2 separate regions of the Arachis hypogaea genome follow, and region 2 is linked to region 1. A link is a contact called in public Hi-C data. All regions are on one chromosome and are shown on one strand. Each heading gives the region's core, a stretch centred on a gene start, on an enhancer-like site or on the middle of the called end of the contact. The rest is flanking DNA. Distances are from core to core; before and after follow the strand shown. Region 1 has its middle 17 kb from the start of LOC112771165. Region 2 holds the start of LOC112771671 (probable terpene synthase 2).

Region 1 (6,932 bases), core at 3,082-5,581:
GAATGTGTTGATTTTTATTAACTTTGTTAAGTTTATTAGAATATGTTAATTTTTATTACTTGTTTACTTGAATAAAAAATATTAAAACTTGTTTCATGGTCAGATTCGGACGATGAAAGTGAATATGAAAAGAATTGTGAAGGTGCATCTTATTATGATAATTCGTGGTCTCAGAAGAGTCAGATAGAATCGATGTTAGACTCGAACGACGAAAAGCCACGTGTGTTTTCAAAATACAATGAGAAGCCGAGATTTGATGACCTTAAATTTGAGGTAAGTATGATTTTCAAGAACAAGCATAACTTTATATATGGTTGTCACTAGAGATTATAGAATACAATCGAGTAAGATGACTATATCTTTCATCAAGAATGAATGACAAAGTTAGATGTAGGACTGTTTATAAGAGCAAGGGTTGTCCTTGGTAAATATATTGTGCACACAACAAACACGCTTTTGTGAGTTCTTTAGAGTGAGAGTGAGTGTAGTGTCCACTAATTCAAATTGAGTTTTTTAGAGTGAGAGTGAAAGTAATGTCCCTTATTAATTCAAGTGAGAGTAAGAGATCAAAATGACGTCATTTCATTCACAGTCCCTTATTTAAAAAAAATTGCCTTGTTTCAATATTGACATGTCATTTAATGAGTCGGAATATTTTTTGTTAACGATGATAGTAATATTTTTTGTTAACGATGATAGTAAACCAAGTGATAAAAAAATTAACGTGACTAAATTTAAATCTTTTAAGAATGAATTTAATTAAAAAAATTATAAAAACAAATCAAACTTAAAAATTGCATAAATTTTTAAATATTAATTTAATTATTTATTCAATTTAATTTGTAAACACAAAGTATTACTATTACAAAAAGAGAGTGACAGTTATCACTTGGTTACTAATAGGAAATTATATGCGGTGACGGAATTTGAAATAAAATTTTGAGGGCAAAAATTTAACATAAAAATTTAATAATAATATTTATATTAAAATAAAATTTATAAATATAATTATTCTTTAAATTTGTTACTAATAAAATAATAAATAAATAATTCTACAAGATAGAGGATAATTGTAGGGTTGGTAATGGATAGGGTAGAATAACCCTACCCACCGGTTGAAAATTTTATTAAAACTCTATCCTATTCTACTCGCAGGTTGAGTATCTCTCAATCCTAACCCTACCTGTACCCTAAAATTTTAAACCCTATCCTACCCTACCCTACCCGCAGAAATATCAAATTTTTTTAAAGTAAATATAAAATTCAATCATTTTGAATTTTATACATATTAATAACATAAAAAATAAAAACTAATGCTCTAAATTACTAAATTAATTAACTAGTTTTAGTGGTTGTTCACTTATTATAAATCATTACATAAGGGAGGTTGTGGATTCAATTTTCACTTCCTTCACTATATACCTAATTTTTATAAAATATGTGTTATATATGAGGTGCGGGTAGGGTAGGGTAGGGTAGGGTACACCCTAAACCTGTACCCTACCCTACCGTACCCTACTCTACCCTACCCGCAGGCATACCCGTACCGTACCCTACCCTACCCGCAGCGGGTCGGGTAGCCTACCCTACTTGAACGGGTTGGACCAGATTGGGTACCCACGGGTAGGGTATGAATTGCCAACCCTAGATAATTGTCAAGATGCTTTTGATATGAACCCCATTTAAGATAAGCTTGTCTAATCTCATCTCTCTGGTTTGGGTGATATTGCCAAATTTGAAGCCGTTTCCCAGGGTCTCATTCCAAATAATTAAGGTCAAACTCATTAGATGCAACTCTTTGAATTTTTGAAAGTTGTATCTCACTTTTTTTGTGATTCATTAAAGTAGAAGAACTATTTACAGGCATTGATATTGTAGAAGTTATATGTTCTCCTTATTGAATATTAGCCTTCCTCTTAAAAATGTATCAATTCTTTGATTTTTCATCATTATTTTATATAAAAAATTGAATATATATCCTGTAAAATATATAAAAAAAATTAGAAGGATAAATATTAAAATTTATAATATTTATTAATTTTTTTTATCAATTTATATAAATACATTAATATCAATACTTATTGAATATTCTAATATTTTTATCATATAAAAAATTAAATAAAATAAATAATAATATATAAAATAATATTAAATTAAATAAATAAAAAATACCTAATTTTTTAGCAAAGCATGCTTTTTATAATGAGAAGCAAAGTAACAAGCAGCAAGGAGCGTGTCTTTATAGTGTTTTTATAATAATAATTTTTAATTTTTATTTTGTTAGATAATTTTTTTTATTGTTATCTCTTTTTATTAGATAACTTTTTTGATATAATTTGATTTTATCTTTTAATTTTGATGTGTTGTGAAGCCAACAAAGGTCCATTCTAAAACTAAAAATTATTATGCAATAAAAATATAAGATAGAAATTAAACTTAAATACTCTAAATTATAGTAAAGTATTTGAGCCAACTCAACTACTCTTTATTATTTGAAAAACTACTATTAATATTTTTATAAAAAATTTGGAAAGTCATGGCCGATTGCCCTAATGACCTCTATTTATATGCTTTAGCTTAATAATTAATTTTTTTTACACGGTATTTGATTCAAAGGAAATAGAAAAAAGGAAAATGGATGAAAAATAAAAATTTTCATTGTTTAGATGACCCAAAAAAAATTAAGAGGAGAAAAAAATGTAATATGAGATCCATCCAAAGGTTTTCTCTTCCTCAATGAGATGAAAACAGCCGAAGAAAAAGTAAATAATTGTTCAATTACGAATTTGTCCTTTATTTAATATAAATTATAATTTATATATAATATAAATAAAAATATAAATATAATTTTATTTTGATATAAATTTTTTTATTTAAATAATTTTTTTATTTAAATAATTTTTTTATTATTATTTATTTATTTTTTCATCCAAACAACACACAAAAATTCACTTTTCTTTTAATTATTATTTTTTTCATTTTTTTTTGTTTTTCATCTGGTAACCAAACAATACTTTAAAAAAAATAATGAGAATGCGGGGAACGAATGAATTGAAGCTGAAAACGTCAAAAGTCAAGTTTCCTTTATACACCTTTTGACTTGGTGAATAAGGCAATAAGCTCACAGCTTGAAAAAATTCACATTAAACAATTTTTTGTATGCTCTCGTTAAAAATAAATTACAATAAATTTTTTTCTAAAATATTATAATATCTATTACGTATATACTATATTGTACTATTTTTATTTATAAAATTGTAATTATATTAAATAGACATATAATATTACCTTTTTTGTAGTGTGAACCCATTAATAACTCTATTATTCAATACACATACACATGCTCGCATAAAAGGTTAACCTAAAAAAAATTGATATCATATCTCTATGTAATAAATTTTTTAAATACACAATGATAAAATATTAGATTTATTGAGTATATTATAATTTTTTAGTCCTTTTATTTTTAAATAAGAATGTAAATATTATTTATTATTTTAAAAATTTAATAATTGAATAATTTTGGGACATAACTAAAATTAAAATATATCTTTGTATAGCATTTAATGAATTTAAAATAAAATTTAACTAACATATACTCTAAGGACACATAATAAGACTACTATTAATAGAATATTTTAAATATTTTTATTTAATAAATAAAAAATAAATACATTGAAAAATTAATTTTTTTTTGTATTTAAAAAAATTAATTTATCATCTTAACATGTATTCTTATGACATAAGTTAAATAAATTCTTTAAAATAATACATAATAAAAAATTAAAACTACAAAAAATTAATAAAATTATATCTTATAAAAAAATATGCATTTAAAAAGAAGAAAATAATTAGAGAAAAGGATAAATAGATCCTGACCTTTTGTTCTGCGGACATTTTTGTCTCTGACTATTAAAAAATACTTTTAAGTCTCTGACCTTCACAAAATTTGGACGGATCAGTCCCTGACGGAGGCATTTGGACGGAGGGACTGATTCGTCCAAATTTTGTGAAGGTCAGAGACTTAGAAGTATTTTTCAATGGTAAGAGACGAAAATATCTGCGTGACAAAAGATTAGGGACCTATTTGTCTTTTTCTCAAATAATTAAATGAGAGGGTTGTCTGAATATATAGTACCAAAAATTTTGCATGTCCGTATACTAAATGTTACTATTTTTGTTTACATTCTTTCTTGTACCATAAGAATATTCTTTAGAGTTTGAAAATCTTTGTGATTAAGCCATTATATGTATATTTTTGTTGATAGCAACACTGTAGTTTGACCAGCGTGCAGTATTTAGTAGTCCACGTCTCTATTACGTTTGACTAATTCAGAGTTTCAGACTCATCACACTCCGAAATGGGAACACAAATATAAATTTCTTGTTGCCCCTCTTTTAATTTTTCCCACGTGATGTTTTGGGAATACCGTCGCCTGTCCAATCTCCAATATTAACATAACACGTGTCATACTTATCCTACTCATCTCCAACAATAACATTCTTTTAACTTATTCTACTATTTCACATCTTTCAATCCAATCTAAAATTTTTAACTTAAGGTTCATTTGGAAAATTTTGAGAGTAATTTTTTTAAATTTATAACTTATAAAAAATAGTAGTATTAATATTTAGTATAATTTTTAAAATTAAATTATAGTTTTTAAAAAATTATTTAAAAATTTATAAAAAAGTTAAAACAATAATTTCTTTTATAATATTATTATTTTTTATAATATTTTTATAAAATAAATACTTTTAGAAATAAAAAATTTAAACACAAAATAATTTATTTATAAGCTACTTTTAATATAGTCATTTATTATTTAAACTATTTTATCAAAAGAAATTTAATTAAACTGTTTATCTAAACGAAACCTTAGTAGAATTTTTTGAAAATAATATAATTAGTGTTTGGTGATTTTCTTTATTACATCCATCCAGGTTAGATTTTAATAAAACCTTACACATATATGATCCATAATGTCATTCTTATTAAACCATTTTTTTGTGGCTTAAATTCACAAATTATTAGGTTGGTTTATAAAGACGAAAGATATTGTATTTAAAAATATTAAATTATTATATTTTGTGTCTATCTTAATAAAAAAATATAAAAATATTAATAAAAAATATAATTTATTTTTTATTTTATTATTTTTGTTAATTTTTTATAATTATATTTTTTATTATTATATATATTTTTAAATTTATTGAATAAAAAAATAAATTAAATTTTTTATATTTTATTTTTAGTATCTTATCTTATTTTATTTAAAAAACAAACGAAGCCTTAATAATGTAATTCTTGTGTTACTAAGAAGAATGCAAAGATAACTGAACATAATTATTACTTTCAGATAATATAATTACACAATTTTACCCTTTACAGCTTTATTACTTGATTCAACAATTTTGAAGGGCCTTGAGGAATAAGACCAAAAGCGTTACATCGTCACAAAAAAAGAATAAAAGATACAAAAAGTGCATACATACATTATTGTATGGCTAGCTGGTAACCGACTCAACAGTGTTAGGAACAAAAAAAAATAAAAATGCTGCGCGAACGCCACGTGTGGATCCGTTTAATTAATTGGACCATATCCTTATTATGTAATCTTTTTTGTTTAAAAAAGAAAGTATATAGTAGTGTGTCTATATAATATATTAATTGTACCATATGAAAGCACGTGAATAGGGAAGTGATCACATTATTCATGCGCTAATAAAATTGAGATACAACATACAAGCTTATGGTTATGGGTATTCGGGCGGGGAAGAACACAATCAAAGCACGAAATAGTAATCAAAGTTCAAAATGGATAAACATCAATGTTGGATTTATTGAAAAAGAAGACTTTGATTTGTTTGTTCGAGAAAATCTTTAGGATTTTGTTTGACTCTAGATGATGGTACATACTGAGTTAGTGAAATTAAGGTGGTTCGTGTAGGGAACGAATTTTTGGTGAAAATTAAATTAATGATTTAATTTAATTTTTATTTTTTTATATTTATCTTTTATTTTATTTATAAAATTAATAATAAAAAATTACAATTTATTCTCTTAAGTATTTAAAAAATTGAGAGAACTTATTTGCGTTGGTGCGTGTGTATACACTTCAAAATATAAATGCATAGGGACTTCTTCCTTCAAACTTAATACTTGGAAAAAGTGTATTCATTACCCTTCAAAAACGCCAAAATTAAAATAAAAATTTTACCACTCTTCAAAATATCTTACTTTACAGCTTTTAATTTAAGTAAATATTAATAAAAATTTATTCTTATAATAATAACAACAACAATCATATTAAATCATCATCTAATATAATAATAGTGCAATTAGGTATCTTTAAATTTTAGTCTTTGATCAATTTTTAGAAGAGAAAAAAATAAAAAATAAATAATTTTTCTAATTTTTTACATAATTATTATTATAAAAATAAATATTCAAATTAATTAAATAATAATAAATTCTTAAAAAATTGATTAAAAATTGAAATTCAAAAGATAAATAACATCTTTCATATTATAAAATTATAAATTCTTTAATTTATAAATTAACTAAGTTTGACAACATATATTGATTGTTCAATAAAAAATGTACATCATTATTGATCATATAAAAGATTTGAAAGTATCAAAAATAAATATATTATTACATAATACGCACACCAAATCATAGAAAAGACAAAAAAAATTAAAAATAAAAAATTTAAAACGGTGATAGAACCAAAGGATATAAAAAAATGGTGAATATATGTTAGTATGTGTTAATTATCTATAATTAGCTTTCATTTATATGACAAGATTAGTTAAATTTATGCTAGTACCTAAGTTGTTAGTATCTAGTGAAAGTGTATAAATAGATTTGCACAAGCATATTAGAAATATATAATCTTTTAATTTTTAATTAAAATTATCTTTTTTTC
Region 2 (6,932 bases), core at 1,828-4,327, 91 kb after region 1:
TCAGAAAATGGTTGCAATGTTCTTAAATACTGTTGGTCATGCAGTGGGTAATAGGATGATACAAGAAATGTTTCAACATTCTGGAGAGACCATAAGTAGATATTTTCATGAGGTATTGGTTGCTTACTTGAGATTATCTATTAAATATATTAAGCCATCGGATCCTAAGTTTCAGAATGTTCATAGCAAAATAAAAAATGACCAACGATATTGGCCATTTACTGCGCATGATGCTCATGTATTTGATAATGATATTACAACTCCTACCATGAATTTTCCGCATCCTCCTCCAGGTTAATTTTTATCATTTTCTTACAAATAAACTATATTTACTTGGTTATCATGTAACTATTTTTTTCTTCATTAGGTAAATATTATTTGGTAGATGCCGATTATCCAACCGAAAAGATATATTTGTGCATATAAATGTGAGCGCTATCATCTTGCAGATTTTAGGCGTTCTTATGGATTTACAAATCATAATGAAGTATTTAATTATTATCACTCAAGCTTAAGATGCACAATAGAAAGAACTTTTGGAGTGTGAAAAAATAGATTTACTATCTTGCGACACATGCCCAAGTTCAAAATTGAAACTCAAGTGCAGATAGTGTGTGCAACAATGGCTATTCATAATTTTATTAAAAGACATTTTGAAACAGATACTGAGTTTAATCAATATGAACATGCAAATATTCTTGGTGGAGAAGATAATAGTTATGTTGGTGAAAACTCAGATCAAACTCTAACCATCAGCTCTTCTGCAGAAATGGACCGTGTTCGAGATTTGATTAGGAATCAAATTATTAATCACATGCAGTAGAAATAATAGTGTTCTTATGTACTAATTTTATATAAGATATTATTTTTTATGTATTTCATTAGTATTTTATCTTTTAATTTAATATTTATTAGTGTTTTTATGTATTAAAATATATTTTGTCAATTTTTATATGTTACTTTAATTTAGTAAGTAAATATTAACTTTATTATAAAATTAATTAATAAGATTTATTCAAATATCTAAAGTAAAATAATAGAATAATATAAAAATTATTTTAATTGATGTCTCTTTTAGTAATTTTTCATCTAAAAGTGATTTTGAGTAGTATAATCTAAACAACATTTACTTTACTATAATCCATTTTGACATAAAGATTACCAAACATAAATCACGTTAATACAAACTTATTTTTCATCAAAATCAAATTTGCAAAATCAATTCTATACAAACTTCCGTTTGTAAACTGTAATCCAAATACACACTAAACCATAAACAGAAAGTGGTTATGGTTATTAATTTAACAAACTCTCAAATAATAATGTTTTATCAGTAGTGGTTTTTTTGTTTTGTTGTTTCTTTTTCGTTAAGAGCCCATTGTTTTTCACAAAAATAAACATAAATTGAGTTAAGTATTTGCTATAAAGAAAAAGGTTTATATTTGTATTTTTACTATTCTGACTTTTTATTTACAATGACAAAAATCGAATTCTAGATTGATTGATTATAAAAATTATAAAATTATAAACGATTTTATATCTAATATTATTGTTTTTTAGTTAACAATAGTTTAAAAAATTAGACTAAACCAGTCACTTAACCAATCTAGCTTAAGCAAAGGAAAAGCCAATCAAAAGGTCAAAAATGATAAAATTAGTCAAAAACTAGTAAATTAATAGTTTAATTATTCTGTTTCTCTTTATAATTTTATTGAATTTTTAATTAGGTTTTTATATTTGTTTTTTTTTTTTTTAAATTAGGTACCTATACTATATCAGATCTTGTAATAAAATTCATAATGTGACAAAAATATTGGAATTAACAGAATATTTTGTTTAACTATACAGAATATTCAGTCAAGTGTTAGGCATATTCGTTTTGTTTAATAAAATATTCCGTTAATCCTAATATTTTTGTCACGGTAGAGATTTAATTACAAAATCTAATATGATATAGGAACTTAATTGAAAAGAAAAAAAGTATAAGGACATAATTGAAAATTCAATGAAACTATAGAAAACGACAGAGTAATTAAACCTAAATTGATTAAATAATAGTCCATTCTTTTATTGAAAATTTGGTTAAAAAATATTTTTTTAGAAAATATATATTTATTATATAAAAATATATTATTGGATTATACTCAATTCAATCTTGATTAAATATTTAAATTTGTGAATTTCTAATTTTGCCCCTTCAATAACCATTTCAGTGTTTAGATGCTTGTGATTAATCGAAGGATAGATCAAACTCTTATATTATTACTACTAGTTTTCAAAAAAAAAAAGGAAAGAAAGAAAAACAGTTAACGTGAATGATTTGGAGATTTGGAGCATAGATTGGAGGAAAATACATGTGAACATTCCTCTAACTCTATGCGACTGATATTCTTACATTGATCAACAATAATGTGCGCTTAAATTTGAAATCTACATGAGCAATATATAGTCAGCTACGGTCTCCCCCCAAAGTTTTGTGGATTCAATATTCAAATTCAATTAAATGGTATTAGTAAAACACTTTGCACTTTTGGAATTTTCTCCATTCTTCTCATCTCTCTAAGCCTATTCTCTTCCTCAATTTCAAGAAATTGCTCTGCATGTTACACATAGACAAACAATATATATTTCCAACAAACTAATCTTTAATAAAATTAAAAAAAGACAATTATTTTTAAATTTTTTTTATTAGAAATAATCATTTTTGCTGATGTGTAAAATTACGCATTAAAATTAAGTTCTAGACATTAATACGTCTTAATGCTTAAAAGCTAATCTATCAATTTTGTTTCGTTAGAAATGAAAATTAAACAATTTGTCCCATGTTGAACCTCCGTGCAAATTGGAAATTGTTCTTCACATATAAGTACGAAATCCAGAACGTAACAATGTCAACATTGCCTTCGTTATTCATGTTGAACAGATGAAAAGAAATTAAAACTCGTAAAAGGAATTCCACGTTGAATGATGATCCATATCAATCTTATTACTTTGCGGTTTGGCCACGCAATCAACTCCATGAATCAGAAATAACTTATAAATAGACCCAGTTAACGAAGATCCTTCATCATATCATTCTCATTGCTACACACACATAATCATATACACATCCTTACATTAATTAAGACCTTAGCTTCCACATTACCATATATCTCAAAGCCAGTTACAATAAAAATATAATAATGACTGTTACAGCTAATTCTGATCAACATGCATCATCTTACATTGCACGACCATGTGCAAATTTTCGTCCCAACATTTGGGGGGATATTTTCCTTCAATATCATAATTCACCATTGGTATATATATGTTACTTAGCTAAGATATCTCATGATCATTAAATATGAGTTTAACATTTTTTGGTTTTTGTTTTTTACACTCGGGAAATATCAAATTAAGTTTCATACATTATTTTGACATGAAATTTAGAGCTTTAAAAAAATATTATTTTCCCTCATATATATATATATATATAAAGTATCCAAACCCTTATATATATAACATTTGATTCATGTAAACTATTTGCAGGATGTCGTGAATGAAAATATGAGGCAACAACTTGAAACATGTAAAGAGGAAGTGAAGAAGATTTTTCTATCTTCTAGCAATACTATCTCACAAAAATTAAACATCATCGACTCAATGCAACGTTTGGGTATATCTTATCATTTTGAACGTGAAATTGACGAAGCATTAGAACAAATCCAAAAGATTTCCATCAATAATGCACTCGACATAGGAGAAGGTGACTTACACTCTATTGGATTACTCTTTAGATTGTTTAGACAAAAAGGATATCACATTTCATCAGGTACATATATATTTATAATCTACTATAGCTTCTTTTTATATACACACCACCTATGTTGATATATAATATTGTTTGTGATTAATTTATATAGACATATTCAACAAATTCAAGAATGAGGAGGGAAAGTTCAATGAAACCATTGTGGAAGATGTTGAAGGATTATGGAGTTTGTATGAGGCAACACAATTAAGCACTCATGGTGAAGATTCACTAGATGAAGCACATGATTTTGCTTACACTAACCTCAAGTACATGATCACCAATAATAAGTTGAGCACATATCTTGCTAAGCAAATTGATCAAAGCTTAACGCTACCAATTCACAAGGGAGTTCCAAGGATAGAGACAAGACGTTACATGTCTTTCTATGAAGAGGATCCTTCTCATGACAAAGTCCTTCTAACTTTTGCAAAATTAGACTTTAATGTTTTACAGAAAATGCATCAAAAAGAACTTGGAAATATCACCAGGTACGTGCTTAAGTGACTGAAGTTTACACATAAGATAGGGTATAACCAAGTGGTAGTATTTCTTCTCTCTCTTTTTTTTTTGGTTACTTACAATTGCTTTCTTGGACTGGGCAGCAAAGAATAATGGCAAAATTATTATTATACGAAGCCCAAGTCCAACAGCGTAGTAGGTTTTTTTTTTATCATTATAGGGCTTTTAGGGTGACAAAAAAGGAACAAGTAATAACAATACTAGACCAAGACCAAAAAATAAGAAACCAAAACAACTTGGCAACTTATCTTACAGATACCATGGAAATATAGAAGGTGAAAAGTCTATACCAAAATAAAAAAAAAACAAAACTCAGCTAAGACTAGAATATGGTTTAAAAATCTCATAGTGTGGGTTGATGGGTGTATGAGTAATGTAATGACAAAAAAGTTAAAAGATAATCAATGAAATTTTGGACAAAATAAAGGGTAAAAAATAGATGAAATATCATAACTAAAAATAAAAATAAGCATGAACCCATTTTCTATCAACCAACATTATGACTTAACTTTGCATTATTATTAATTTATTATTGTTACAATTGCAGGTGGTGGAAAGAATCAGATTTTGCAACTAAGGTTCCTTACGCTAGAGAAAGGGTGGTTGAGGCATACCTTTGGCCATTTTCTATGTCTTCAGAGCCTAAATATAGCACTCATAGAAGGATTGTTGGCCAATTGATTTCATGTATTTGTCTTCTTGATGATACTTATGATGCCTATGGCACACTTCAAGAACTTGAACTCTTCACAGAGGCAATCAAAAGGTTAAGCGAGAAGAGAAAAAAAAAAAACCTTATCTTGAACTTGATAAAAAAGAATGACTTAAAAAATTTCTCATATATAAATATATCTTCTATCTTCCTCACTAACTTTCTTATGTTATTTTCATTTTCATTTTCATCAGATGGAATGCTAATCCTATCAAATCTCTTCCAACATGTTTCAAAGTGGTATTTAACGCAATTTTAGAAGTGGTGGATGAAATTGAATCAGCAGTAGTAGATGCGGAAAAATCAAGCCTAGTGTCGAAACATGTTAAACAAGCGGTAGGTTTAAAACTAGTGCTTATTTTGTATCCATAGTGAAAAAAAAAAAAATAACGCTTTAGTTTGCAATAATTAACCTCCACTTTAGTTAATTAATCGTCATTATAATTGTTGTATATACTTGCAGTTTCTGAATTTGGCTGAAGCTTACTTGTTGGAAGCAAAATGGTGCAATGAGGATTATGTTCCAACTTATGATGAGTACAAGGTTAATGGAGCTATGTCTTCTTCATTGCAACTTCACATAGTAGCATTTGTTGGTCTTGGTGAATTTGCAACCAAAGAAGTCTTTGATTGGATTTTTAGTGATCCAACAACAATCATAAAAGCTGTATCACTTGTTGGCAGACTCAAGGATGATCTGGCTTCACATAGGGTGAGTTATTTCTCACTAATAATATAGTTTAATTTTAATGTCTCCTAAAATGTTTTACACTGTCATTCAATTACATCTAATCTTATAGATGATTATTAATAATAAAAAAATAGTTATTTTTGTTAATATGACAATATATAATTGAATGCACGTGTAAAATTATTTTATATTGATAATGTATAAAAAATTAAATTTTTAATAATAATATATCATATCCTTTTTCCTCCAAATTTATTATTATAATCTCTAAGATATTAATTGTTTTACAAGTTATAATTTTGGGTTTGGTTAATTTATTTTTATAGTTTGAGCGGGAAAGAGATCATGTTGCTTCAGCAGTTGAATGTTGCATGAAGCAATATGGAATTTCATAAGAAGAGACATACAAACTCATTCAAAAGGAAATCAAAGATTTTTGGAAGGATATAAATGAAGTGTGCCTCAATCCAAATAATCATATTCCAAAGGCAGTGCTTGAATGTATTGTTAATTTGGGACGTATATCTGAGTTTACATATGCAAACTTTCAAGATAGATTCACAAACGGAGAATTTATGAAAGAATGCGTTTCTGAACTACTTTTAGATCCCATCGCTATTTACTAGTTTTTTATAAATCATACATAAAATGCTGAAGATGTGTTTGGAATAATAAGGAGTGAAACTATATATAGTAGTTGCCCTAAATCTAGCTAGGTCAAGATATGGAAAATGTCATCAATCTTGTATAATGAATAATTATACAATAATTATCTGTTATTTTGTATTGAATAAAGATATTGTATTATTGTTCCTACCTTTGTACTTCAAATATAATGTCTAAAAATATCATTAATTATAATTTTTGTTTTCAATGTTTATCTTCTATATTTTATTTGTTCAATAATCAATATAGTTAATTAGTATGTGTCATAGGATTGAGTGCATCTAACTTAATCGAAAAAAAAAAACTTAAGAAATAAATGTTGGCTTGTATTTATAAAAATTATTATAGAGATTATATTTTATAAATTTTAATAGATGTAAAACTTATTATAATACTCCATTTCACGTTTAATTAGATATAAACATTTCAAATGTGAAATATCCATAAACTAAGTAATTCAACTGATTATTTATCTTCTATCTTTATGAACTATTTTTTTTTTTAAATTTAAGTTATATATATAAATACTAGCTCACTACTGACTCTATAAT

Evidence for each region. A called contact is a pair of places that touch in the nucleus more often than the background predicts.
Region 2: a Hi-C map of leaf shows a contact between it and region 1, with 9 times the contacts expected there. The contact joins the promoter of LOC112771671 here to the enhancer-like site in region 1. A contact is called at or near these places in 3 of 8 Hi-C or Micro-C datasets (leaf and an unstated tissue).

What each region holds. Positions count from the first base shown.
Region 1 is chr18:16,202,515-16,209,446 of arahy.Tifrunner.gnm2.J5K5, forward strand. No RefSeq gene overlaps it. Among protein-coding and RNA genes, the nearest start is that of LOC112771165, 17 kb to the left of the region's middle. Within about 2 kb of position 4,332, at least 1 of the 3 cell types and tissues checked has open chromatin away from gene starts, as enhancers often do.
Region 2 is chr18:16,294,559-16,301,490 of arahy.Tifrunner.gnm2.J5K5, forward strand. It overlaps LOC112771671 (probable terpene synthase 2), which reads left to right and starts at 3,078. Exons shown (of 7, transcript XM_025816472.3): 1 at 3,078-3,299; 2 at 3,529-3,811; 3 at 3,903-4,281; 4 at 4,860-5,078; 5 at 5,219-5,360; 6 at 5,488-5,736; 7 at 6,042-6,595. The coding sequence starts at 3,183. The coding sequence ends at 6,110.